Linked DNA regions of Mus musculus: region 1 is linked to region 2. The links are chromatin contacts, called in public promoter capture Hi-C maps. All regions are on one chromosome and are shown on one strand. Each heading gives the region's core, a stretch centred on a gene start, on an enhancer-like site or on the middle of the called end of the contact. The rest is flanking DNA. Distances are from core to core; before and after follow the strand shown. Region 1 holds the start of Klf3 (Kruppel-like factor 3 (basic)). Region 2 has its middle 10 kb from the start of Gm31423.

Region 1 (4,810 bases), core at 519-3,018, 260 kb after region 2:
TTGCTGAGCTACTCAGCACTACAAGCACTCAGGCTTTGATTAGATCTTTTTCCCTAGAGGCACCCAAATCAGTGCTCACTAAGGTGTTAACCCCCACCCCCATCCCCACCCTTCTTATCTTGGGCCACTTTTCAAGCCATCTGATCTACTTTATCTTTTTTTTTCTTTCTATCTCTCATTTAAATCCTAGCCATTCAAATATATTGCTAATGATTGGTCACCTAGGAGCAGCAATTTACAAATCACACACACAAACAAAAACCCAACTTTTTCTTTGACTATTTTATTTGGAAATAAACCACCCAAGACCCTCACCACTTACATTTTAAACAGGACATTATACTGGAATGTGAACTAGTGGGTTCTGGGTCTCCTCAGGACAGACAATTTCAGTGTTGGAGGTTACTGGGTTCTAGTTTAATTGTACCTTGTAGTTACAACAAGGAGTGGGGAATCTATGTATCACTACGTTTTAAGTAGTACCATGCCTGGCTGAAGCATCAAAGTGAAGTGAGAATGGTGAACTTACAGGGCCTTTAAAACATCTTGAAGTAATAACAAGCCATAGACTGAAGCCGGGTTGTTTTAAAACATTACACAGAACTAAAACAATTGAACCAATTTGTCCTTTGTTCTTTTTATTGCGTTCCTTATTACATTAATACTGTTTTAAAAGGAAACTCAAAAGCCTCCGACTCTAGCCTAGCACCAAGCTCAGCGAAGTTGTCCTCGCGCTGGCCTGGTTTCCACGGAAAAAGTGCCTTGAGGCTCTTAAAGTGTGAAAGGAAAGGTCCCGGGGCTGAGCCCCAGGCCAGCCAGAGCTCTCGCCCCAGGTGGGAGGATCTGCCCGAAGTTTGCTAAATTTTCTGGCAGCAAGGCTGACCAGCGAACGCCTTTTCGCTCCAGAGCATCGGGCCCTTGGGGAGTCGCACTCCTCCGGGGGTCTCCACCTTTCCAAGAAAAGTCCCTCCAGGCTGGAAGCGGCCCCTGCAGGGTAGGCGAAAGAACAGGGGCGACCCGAAGTCTCCGAACAGCGCCAGCGCGCAGGCTGCAGCGCGACCCCTGTGCACAAGGCAGCGATCGCTCCTGGAGCACCGCGCTCCCCGACGTAGGGACAGGGCATCCTGGGCCGCAACACCCGCTCCACCGCCCTCTGCCCGGGAGGGGCGGCCCTTCCCGCGGGAGCGAGTGATTGACGGCCTCGCTCCCCCACTCCTCGGCTCGCCTGCGAACCCGGGCTGTGTGTTTTGGAAGCGGCGCTAGGGGCCGTAGAGCGTGTGACGCCCGGAGCGGGCCAACGCCGCCCTTCCTTCCCCCCGGGGCTCGGGCCGCAGCGAGGAGGCCAGGACAGCTAGGGCGGGGCCGCGGGCTCAGGGCGCCGGGCGGAGCGCTCAGGCGGGGTGGAGGCCCAGGGTGGAGAGCCGGGCGGGGGCCGCTCACGCCCAGCCCCGAGGCCGCGCCGCGCCTCCCGGGACAGGTCGAGCCGGCGGGGCGGCGCCCGGCTCCGGGGAATAATGAGTGTCTGTCAGGCTGGCCCCGGGTGACTGGGCGGGGCGCGGGCGGGGGCGGCGCGGGAGGCGGGGGCGGGGAAGGGCAGGGCGGGGTGCGTGTTTGCCAGTGACTCGCCGACCCCTCCGGCGGCTGCCTCCACCCAAGTGGGTGGGGACCCCTCCCAGCCCGGGCGGCTGTGGCGGCTCCCGCTGCCCCTCCCTGACCCTCCCACCCCGGCTCCCAGCCTCTACTTACCCCGCCAGCCCCGGGGAGGCTCGCAGAGCGAGCGGCGCCGGCGTCATGTGACTGCCCAGAGTTGGTGCCAAGGAGCCAGAGGGGAGCGGGGAGCCGAGCCGCGCGGAGCCGCGGCCGGAGCGCAGTGCGAGCGCCACCCGAGCCAACCCCACCCGCGCGTCCGTGCGGTCGCGGTCCCTATCCCGGACGCCGTCCGGCCCGAAGCGCTTGACCTGCCGGCCCGCGGGGTTCCGGGCGCCGGGGAGCCGGGCCTGGGTTTCTTGGCCGCTGCGCTCGGCACCGCGCTTGGCAGAGTAAGTCCCCGCGCCCTCACCTTGCCGTCCTGCGCCCCGCTTTGCGCCGCATCTGCTTGCTTCTCTCTCTTTCTCTCCTTTTTTTTTTCCCTTCGGAGAAAGCAGGACGCGGAGAACGGGTTCGGGGTGCAGCGAGGGCTCCTTCGGGCTTGGGAAAGTGCTTCGGAGCTGGGGTGGAGGAGCGAGGGGGAGGGGATGGCGGGCGGGATCGTGGGATAGGGGAACTCGGTGGATTGGGAGCCCGCGGGCGGGGCTCACCTGTGTGGTCCCGGGTCCCCCGCGCTCGGTTCCCATCGGAGCCCCCGGCGCACCCCGCGAGCGGCCGCGTTGGAAGGAGCCAGGTAGCGGCGAGGCCGCGCGCCTGCTCCTCCCCCTCCCGCCTGGACTCGGGGCTCCCGCCCCCCGCCCGCGCCCCCCAGCTGCCGCCCAGCAAACTTGGAGCCCAGCCTCCAGCGCCCCTGGCGAGAAACTTGGGGGCGATTGGGACTGAAGAAGCATCCCCTTTTCCGTACCCGGAGCGCGCTAACTGCTGGGTCATTTGGCTTGTGGGGGAAGGCAGGGGGGAGGAAAAGAACCACCGAGGTTTGGAGAGACTGCCTTTGGGGACTTGGAGAGAACCTGCCGCAGTGCCTGAAGCAAAGGATTGCAGCGTGGCTAGCAGTGCAGAGCGCCTTCGGTGTTAGGGAACCGGAGCCCTGTAGGGACCACAGGACAGTGGTGTGGACCAGAACCTTTGGATAGCTTGGAGGTGGCAAATAAGAGTTGGAATTGTCATATCCATGTCTTTGGCGGATAACAGAAACACTTCTGTAAATTTTTACTGCAGTACTTACAATAGTAGTATTTTACAATAATACTAATTGAATATGAATGAGCCTTTGAATAATTCAGGTTAAATGGACACTGGATAATGTTTACCTTGTATTCTTCAAAATAAACACTTTACACAGAGTCATTGAGATTTTATTTTACACGGAGTCATGAGATTTGGTTCTAAGAACTTATATTTTTTTTCCTCTAATATTGTTGGAGATACTTTATTCTCAAGAGTGGTGTTGGGGGGGAAGTATGAATTGGTATTCTGAATTCATTTGGATTTGATATCTTGTCACTAAGCAAAATTGAGTGAACGTGGGCCAGTTAAGATAAATGAGAACTTTATGCATAAATTTGAGGAACACTTTTTATAAGAAATTCTGCTTGCATGATAACTTGCCTCATCCCAGGAATGTAACAAACATCTTAATAATTTTGTAAGTTAGGGTTTATGAAGAAAGAGCCCCCTGAGTTATTCCGTGGCTTAAACGTGCGTGTTTACCTTAGGCTGTTTAGAGAAACCTGAAAGAAGATGTTTGATTAATTTATACTCCCTAGAGAAAAATCAGTTTTCTCATCATTGAGGTTTGCTGCAGACCGTCGCCGCTAGCCAAGTCCTGTGGAGGTGCTCTGTAGTGACCATTTGGCTGAAATTAAGGAGAGTATCAAAGTGTAGGAGTGACAGTAGCTGCTTGGGTTGCAAACCCTTCCCAATACAAAACTACATAGCTGTGGAGGGAGCTATTGTCTCTCTGCTGCAAAGTTTCTATATTAAAATGCAATCTTGTTGCTATGGGTACAGCGATGCCTTTCCCCCCTCCCCCCCTTTTTTTTCTTGTTAACCTGTAGTTTTGTCTACAGACCAATCCGTAAGTCCCTGATAATGGAAACCTGAGTTGAGTTAAATCATCTTGGCTAACAACATGTAAAGAAAAAACTACTGTGGGTGGGACTTTAAATGGACCCTGCTGCCTTTGAATATCTCAGGGAAAAGAGTCATTGTTAGATTATCTGGTAAAACTGGTGCTGGAGTTTACGAATTGCAGTAAAAATCACATTCCCAAAAGGGTGACTTTCAGTAGCTTTATGTGGAGAACCAGTGAGTAGCTATGTCCTTGACTACATTTGAAAAAAAAAAAAAACGAGATTTTCAAGTGGCTAAAGAGGCCAAGTCTGTCTTCTGTCTAGCTGTGACCAAAGGAAGCTTGAACTAGGTCCAGCTTTGGTTCTGTGGGATAACCCAGTTGTAACCTGGATTTTTACAGCAGTGCCTTCTCTAGATCTTCCTCAATATGCATGATGGCTAGATCTGGGCTAGATCTGATCATTTTCCATCGTAGAATTTAGTCAGGGCTGTTAGCCCTTGGGACCTGGCTGAAAGGGACAAAAGAAATCAGGAAGGAGGCTGGCACTAGGTAACTCGGAAGGTCTCTGCAGCTTGGAGATGATAAAATCGCATGTGTGCTTGGGATGTTTAGTGTATGCCCCAGCTCCTGTTTGTAAATAGGGCAGGTCCCCTTGTATAAAGCTGGTGTTATTATTCACACCCATAGAACAAACACCTCCACCCCCCTGTTGTTGTCTTAAAAAACTCCAGCTGCTCATGAATATAGGGTCAGGGAGGGCTGGCTAAATGTTTCTCTGTGCTCTCTCTCCAGCACTGCCGGCCGGGCTGTTTCCTGTTCTTTGTTTCAAGGCTGGGGTTTGCGTCATACATTCCAAGTGGCATATGTGTGCTCTTTCCTGTTTCAGGCTGTTTTCTGGTCGATCAGTAGCCTAAACCAGGCCATGGTCCCTGCCCCTAAACTTTGTATCCCCACCCAGGGAGCTATCATGTCTCTACACTGTGATTGCTCAAGATGCCTGTGTTATGTCATAATTGAGAAGTCAGTTAACCTTTTAACACACACCCTTTGCCCCACTGTTAAAGGGGCAAATCGATACTTTTTACCTTT
Region 2 (4,800 bases), core at 902-3,401:
TCCCATCTCTGCATATGCCCCACCTGTTCTGCAGAGCCTTCGGAACTATCTTCTTCTTCATCATCCACACATCCACAAAAGCCAGATGGGTTAGACGACTGGGGCTTCTACCTGAAGAGAAAAACCCAGAAGCACACAGTTTTAGGTGCTTCGTAAAGTCCTTTCCTGGAGGATGTTTCACTTGGTGTTCACAATAGCTTTGAGGCAAGGAAGATCCTGGTCTCATCTCACAGATAAGGAAATAGAGGATCTCAGAATCAGACTATACTAATACAGGCAAGACCAGCAAAATGACAACCATCTACCACATGTGTGAGGTCTTACCTTCTTAATAGCATTTTCTAGGCCTCTGCACCAACAGATATTAAGTATCCATGAGAATAACTCCATCATAATGATAAAATAAATTCCCTTCATTGTACAGCAATTTAAAAAAAATACCCATAAAATCATATTAAGTCGATTGAAGCTAATGTTGAATTCAAATGCAATAAAGTAACTGTGTAAATGCTTTGCTAAAAGGACAGCACCCTAATTAAGAAGATTGTTTAAAAGATGGAGCACATGAGTGCATCTATTACACAGGATTTACTAGAACTCATTGTACCCACAACCATAAAGTAGGACCAGCTGTTGCCTGGAACATAGAAACAGACTCATGAAGTAGAAGGTAGGCATTGTAGTGAATCTTGTTAAAGTGAGGGTGCCTTTATGTCTCCTTAATCCTTTCTTCCTTTGTGTATCATTTAACTGAAGGCTTCCTAGCATCTTCTGGGTGGCAGATTTTGTGTTTGTGGGTAGGTTTTCCAGTTTGAGCCTTCTCTATAAATGACATGTTTGTTTGAAATGAGTCTGGGGGTGGGAGGGTAAGTATTCAGTTTAGGATTGCAGGATAGAGTCAATCACTGTGGGGAACTAAATGTAAGAGTTTAACCAGGCACATCACATCCATACTCAAGAGCAAAGAGAATAAATGCATCCTGTTTGCTGGTTCTCAGCTAGTATTCTCCTTTCTTAGGCTGTTCAAAAACCCCTGCCTAGGGAATAGTGCTGCCCTCAATGGGCTGGGTTTTCCCAGGTTAGATAACAATCAAGGCAATCTCGACACAAACATGTCCAAAACCCAACCTGATCTAGACAAATTCCTCATGAAGACTTTCTTCCCAGATGAATGTTAGGTTGTGTCAAGTTTATATTTAAGCTAACTAGCACAATCCACTCCTTGCCAACTTAAAACACAAATATCACTTAGAGCCATAAATTTTTATCCCATCTCCCAAAAGTCTCATGTTAATATCATAGTATAAAATTCAATACACCTCTAAAAAGAAAGAAAAAATACAAACATCTTTTTTTTAAAAAAATTCAATACTTTAGAAGGCCAATGTCTTTTTCTTCTTTTTCTTTTTCTTTTTCTCTTTCTTTTTCTGGCTACAAACTCAAGTGACTTGATTTACAAAAGTCCACAGCTTTTCTAGTCTTCCTTGGGAGCAGAAATGTTAGTCTATAATGTGTTCTTCATTTGTTTATAATGCTCTTGGTGCCTCCATCTTTGTCTGGCATTCAGCTAGTGATTCATGATTGTGACCTGCCATGCATCTCCTTCACTAGGAAAGCATATATCTCATCAATACCGTGGGAAAGAATAATCTGAAGAAATTTCATGTGTATCTCTCTATGATACTATGATGTTGGCTAAAGGAGGCACAGGATATGACCACACTGGAACCAAGCATTGTGGTTGTACAGGGTGACTATTACAAACCTTCAAGCAGTGATGCTTGTTTCCCTGGGGATTGATCTCAGCAATCAGGGATGTGGTTTGTTTTGTGTTAATTACCATATTGCACTCTGGGAGAGAAACATCTTCTCCCCAGTTATTTCATGTGTGTGTGTGTGTATAGAAAGTAGAGCAAGCCCTGACTAGCCTCACACTGGGGCTCTGTGTCACATTCAACACAATAAAAATGAAACCATTCCAAGTGTTTGCATAAGAAAAGATGAAGCCAGGAAATACAGAACTTACTGGGTGTTTGGAAGAGCTGGAGGAATGGAAATCTGTTGGTTTCAAGGTCAATTAGGACAGCTGCCAGTTGGAGGTCAGAGCACCTGCTGCTAGTGCCACTGCTGACTGGTGCTGGTGACCAGGAATTAGAGTGTGCACTGCAGCTGCTGCTTGCTTTTGTTGGCCCTTGCTTGTCCACTGCACAGCTGTAGGAAAAGTTCCACCTCTCCTTTATGTTCTGAGTATCACTGAAATATGTTTTACTGATAGACTTCTGGATGCCTTCCAGATCCTCGATGGAGCATAAATGAGGTCAGCAACAGGTACCTTCTGAAAGTAGTTGCTGTCGTTAATATTGGCTGTCACCTTTCCAGGACCCAGAATCACCTAGGAGACTGATTTCTGAGCATGTCTGTGAGAGAGTGTCCAGATTACGTTAATTAAGAAAGAAGACCTGATAGAATCAGAGGTGAAGAGGACATAACATCTGACCCAACACTGGGAGTAGTAACTGGGACCAGCGGGACACAAGCACACAGGAACTCCACCAGACCAGTGGCATGGGTTCCTTCCAGTTTGTCTGGGCCTGTGCCCTGAGCAGACCTTGGGCACAAACTCTACAGCCAGTCTCACAACACCCAGAGGAAGATCTACTCCCAGGTACTTAACACACCCAGGATCACAGGATCACAGGAGCTTGGTCACACCAGGATCTCAGGGTCCAGAGGCAGATTGACTTCCAGGAGCTCAGACACACCCAGGATCTCAGGATCATAGGATCCCAGGGTCACAGAGACAGCTTGACTCTGAGGAATTCTGGCACAACCAGGATTACAAGAAAGACAGGCTCCAGTCAGATATAGCCAGGGCACTAGAGATAACTAGATGGTGAGAGGCAAGCATAAGAATATAAGCAACAGAAACCAAGGTTACTTGGCATCATCAGAACCCAATTCTCCCACCATTGCAAGGCCTAGACACACCATCACACCAGAAAAGCAAGATTCAGATCTAAAATCACTTCTCATGATGATGATAGAGGACTTTGAAAAGGACACAAATAACTCTCTTAAAGAAATACAGGAGAACACAGATAAACAGCTAGAAGCCCTTAAAGAGGAAACACAAAAAATTCCTTAAAGAATTACAGGCAAACAATCAAACAGGTGAAGGAAATGAGCAAAACCATCCAAGATCTAAAAATAGAACTAGAAACAATAAAAAAAAAATCACAAAGGAAGACATCCTTGGAGTTAGAAAACCTAGGAAAGAGATCAGGAGTCATAGATACAAGCATCACCAAGAGAATACAAGAGATAGAAGAGAGAATCTCAGGTGCAGAAGATACCATAGAAAACATTGGCACAACAGTCAAAGAAAACATAAAGAGCAAACCTAACCCAAAACATCCAGGAAATCCAGGACACAATGAGAAGACCAAACCTCAGAATAATAGGTATAGAAGAGAGTGAAAATTCCCAACTTAAAGGGCCAGTAAATATCTTCAACAAAATTGTAGAAGAAAACTTTCCTAACCTAAAGAAAGAAATGCCCATGAACATACAAGAAGCCTATAGAACCCCATAGAGACTGGACCAGAAAAGAAATTCCTACCATCACATAATAATCAAAACATCAAATGCACTAAACAAAGAACATTAAAAGCACTAAGGGGAAAAGGTCAAGTCACAAATGCAGGCCTATCAGAATTACACCAGACTCCTCACCAGAGACTATGAAAGCCAGAAGATCCTGGGCAGATGTCATACAGACTCTAAGAGAACAAAAATGCCAGCCCAGGCTACTATACCCAGCAAAACTATCAATTACCATAGGCAGAAAAACCAAGATATCCCATGACAAAACCAAATTTACACAATATCTTTCCACAAATCCAGTCCAACAAAGGATAATAGATGGGAAATACCAACACAAGGAGCAAAACCACACCCTAGAAGAAGCAAGAAAGTTGTCTTTCAACAAACCCCAAAGAAGATAGCCACACAAGCATAATTCCACCTCTAACAACAAAAATAACAGGAAGTGTAAGACCCCCGAAACTGGGGAGACCTCTGCTCAAGTCCCGGGATGAGCTGGCCGGCACCCCAATAACTCGAGAGAAAACTACACCTGATGCAAACTGCAAGAAGCTTTATTGTCAGCTAGCTGAGGACGAACTCTTTTTGCCACACAGGGCAGGGGAGTTCGACCCCCCCCCCCCCCCCGAGCGGTAACAGTAGGGGGGCTTTTAACAGCTAGCTGAGGAATTGGGAGGAGAGTTGGGAGGAGTTGGGCTACAGCTCTTCTCTGGCCGGGTGTCCTTGGTAAAATTACAAGGCATGAGGAGTGGGGAGTGAGTTGTAGCCCTTCTTTGTGGAATTTATCTCCGTGTCTTTGGCACAGGGAGCCATGCAAGCGCCTGGCTAGGTCTCCCCACAATCATCGCATCTCTGGCTGTAAGGCACAGAAACAAAAAGTCTTTTTGCTGGCTATAGAGAACAAAGAGCTTCTTTCTGGCTATATTTTTAGAGATCAGGGAAAACAAGCTTGGGGAACGTCCAGGGGCTTTACCTTTCAGGGAGAAACACTTTAACTCGGGGTCTCACAGAAGTAAGAATCACCTTTCCTTAATATTTCTTAATATGAAAATTAACATTACCAACATATCTTAATCAATTGAAATTCAAAAATATGAATTAGAAATTTGTTGTTTGTCATCCAGTGGTCCCTCTAATTTGGTAATTGGAGAAATAAGTCCAATATTGTACAATCCATATACATTTTCTGCTTGTTTG

What was found. Promoter capture Hi-C pulls out the DNA fragments that hold promoters and counts their contacts.
Region 1: a contact with region 2 is called in a promoter capture Hi-C map of neural stem cells. The contact joins the promoter of Klf3 here to the enhancer-like site in region 2. A contact is called at or near these places in 17 of 39 promoter capture datasets (the 3T3-L1 cell line, the C10 cell line, HPC-7-derived erythroid cells and 13 more), 3 of 15 datasets of contacts at CTCF or cohesin (the NIH/3T3 cell line, large pre-B cells and pro-B cells), 12 of 484 Hi-C or Micro-C datasets (3T3-L1-derived adipocytes, the HL-1 cell line, the MC3T3-E1 cell line and 8 more), 32 of 115 datasets of contacts at active chromatin or transcription factors (CD8 T cells, the SCID.adh cell line, T-cell acute lymphoblastic leukemia and 25 more) and 3 of 9 other capture datasets (adipose tissue, embryonic stem cells and liver).

The regions. Positions count from the first base shown.
Region 1 is chr5:64,801,753-64,806,562 of GRCm38.p6, forward strand. It overlaps Klf3 (Kruppel-like factor 3 (basic)), which reads left to right and starts at 1,769. Exons shown (of 6, transcript NM_008453.6): 1 at 1,769-2,039. Gm38457 reads right to left here. Exons shown (of 2, transcript XM_006504241.4): 1 at 2,298-4,810; 2 at 618-2,207. The coding sequence starts at 2,537. The coding sequence ends at 1,743.
Region 2 is chr5:64,539,885-64,544,684 of GRCm38.p6, forward strand. No RefSeq gene overlaps it. Among named protein-coding and RNA genes, the nearest start is that of Gm31423, 10 kb to the left of the region's middle. Within about 2 kb of position 2,152, at least 19 of the 459 cell types and tissues checked have an H3K27ac peak or open chromatin away from gene starts, as enhancers often do. A contact at or near this core is called in the SCID.adh cell line, neural progenitor cells, neural stem cells and 1 more, where this site is marked.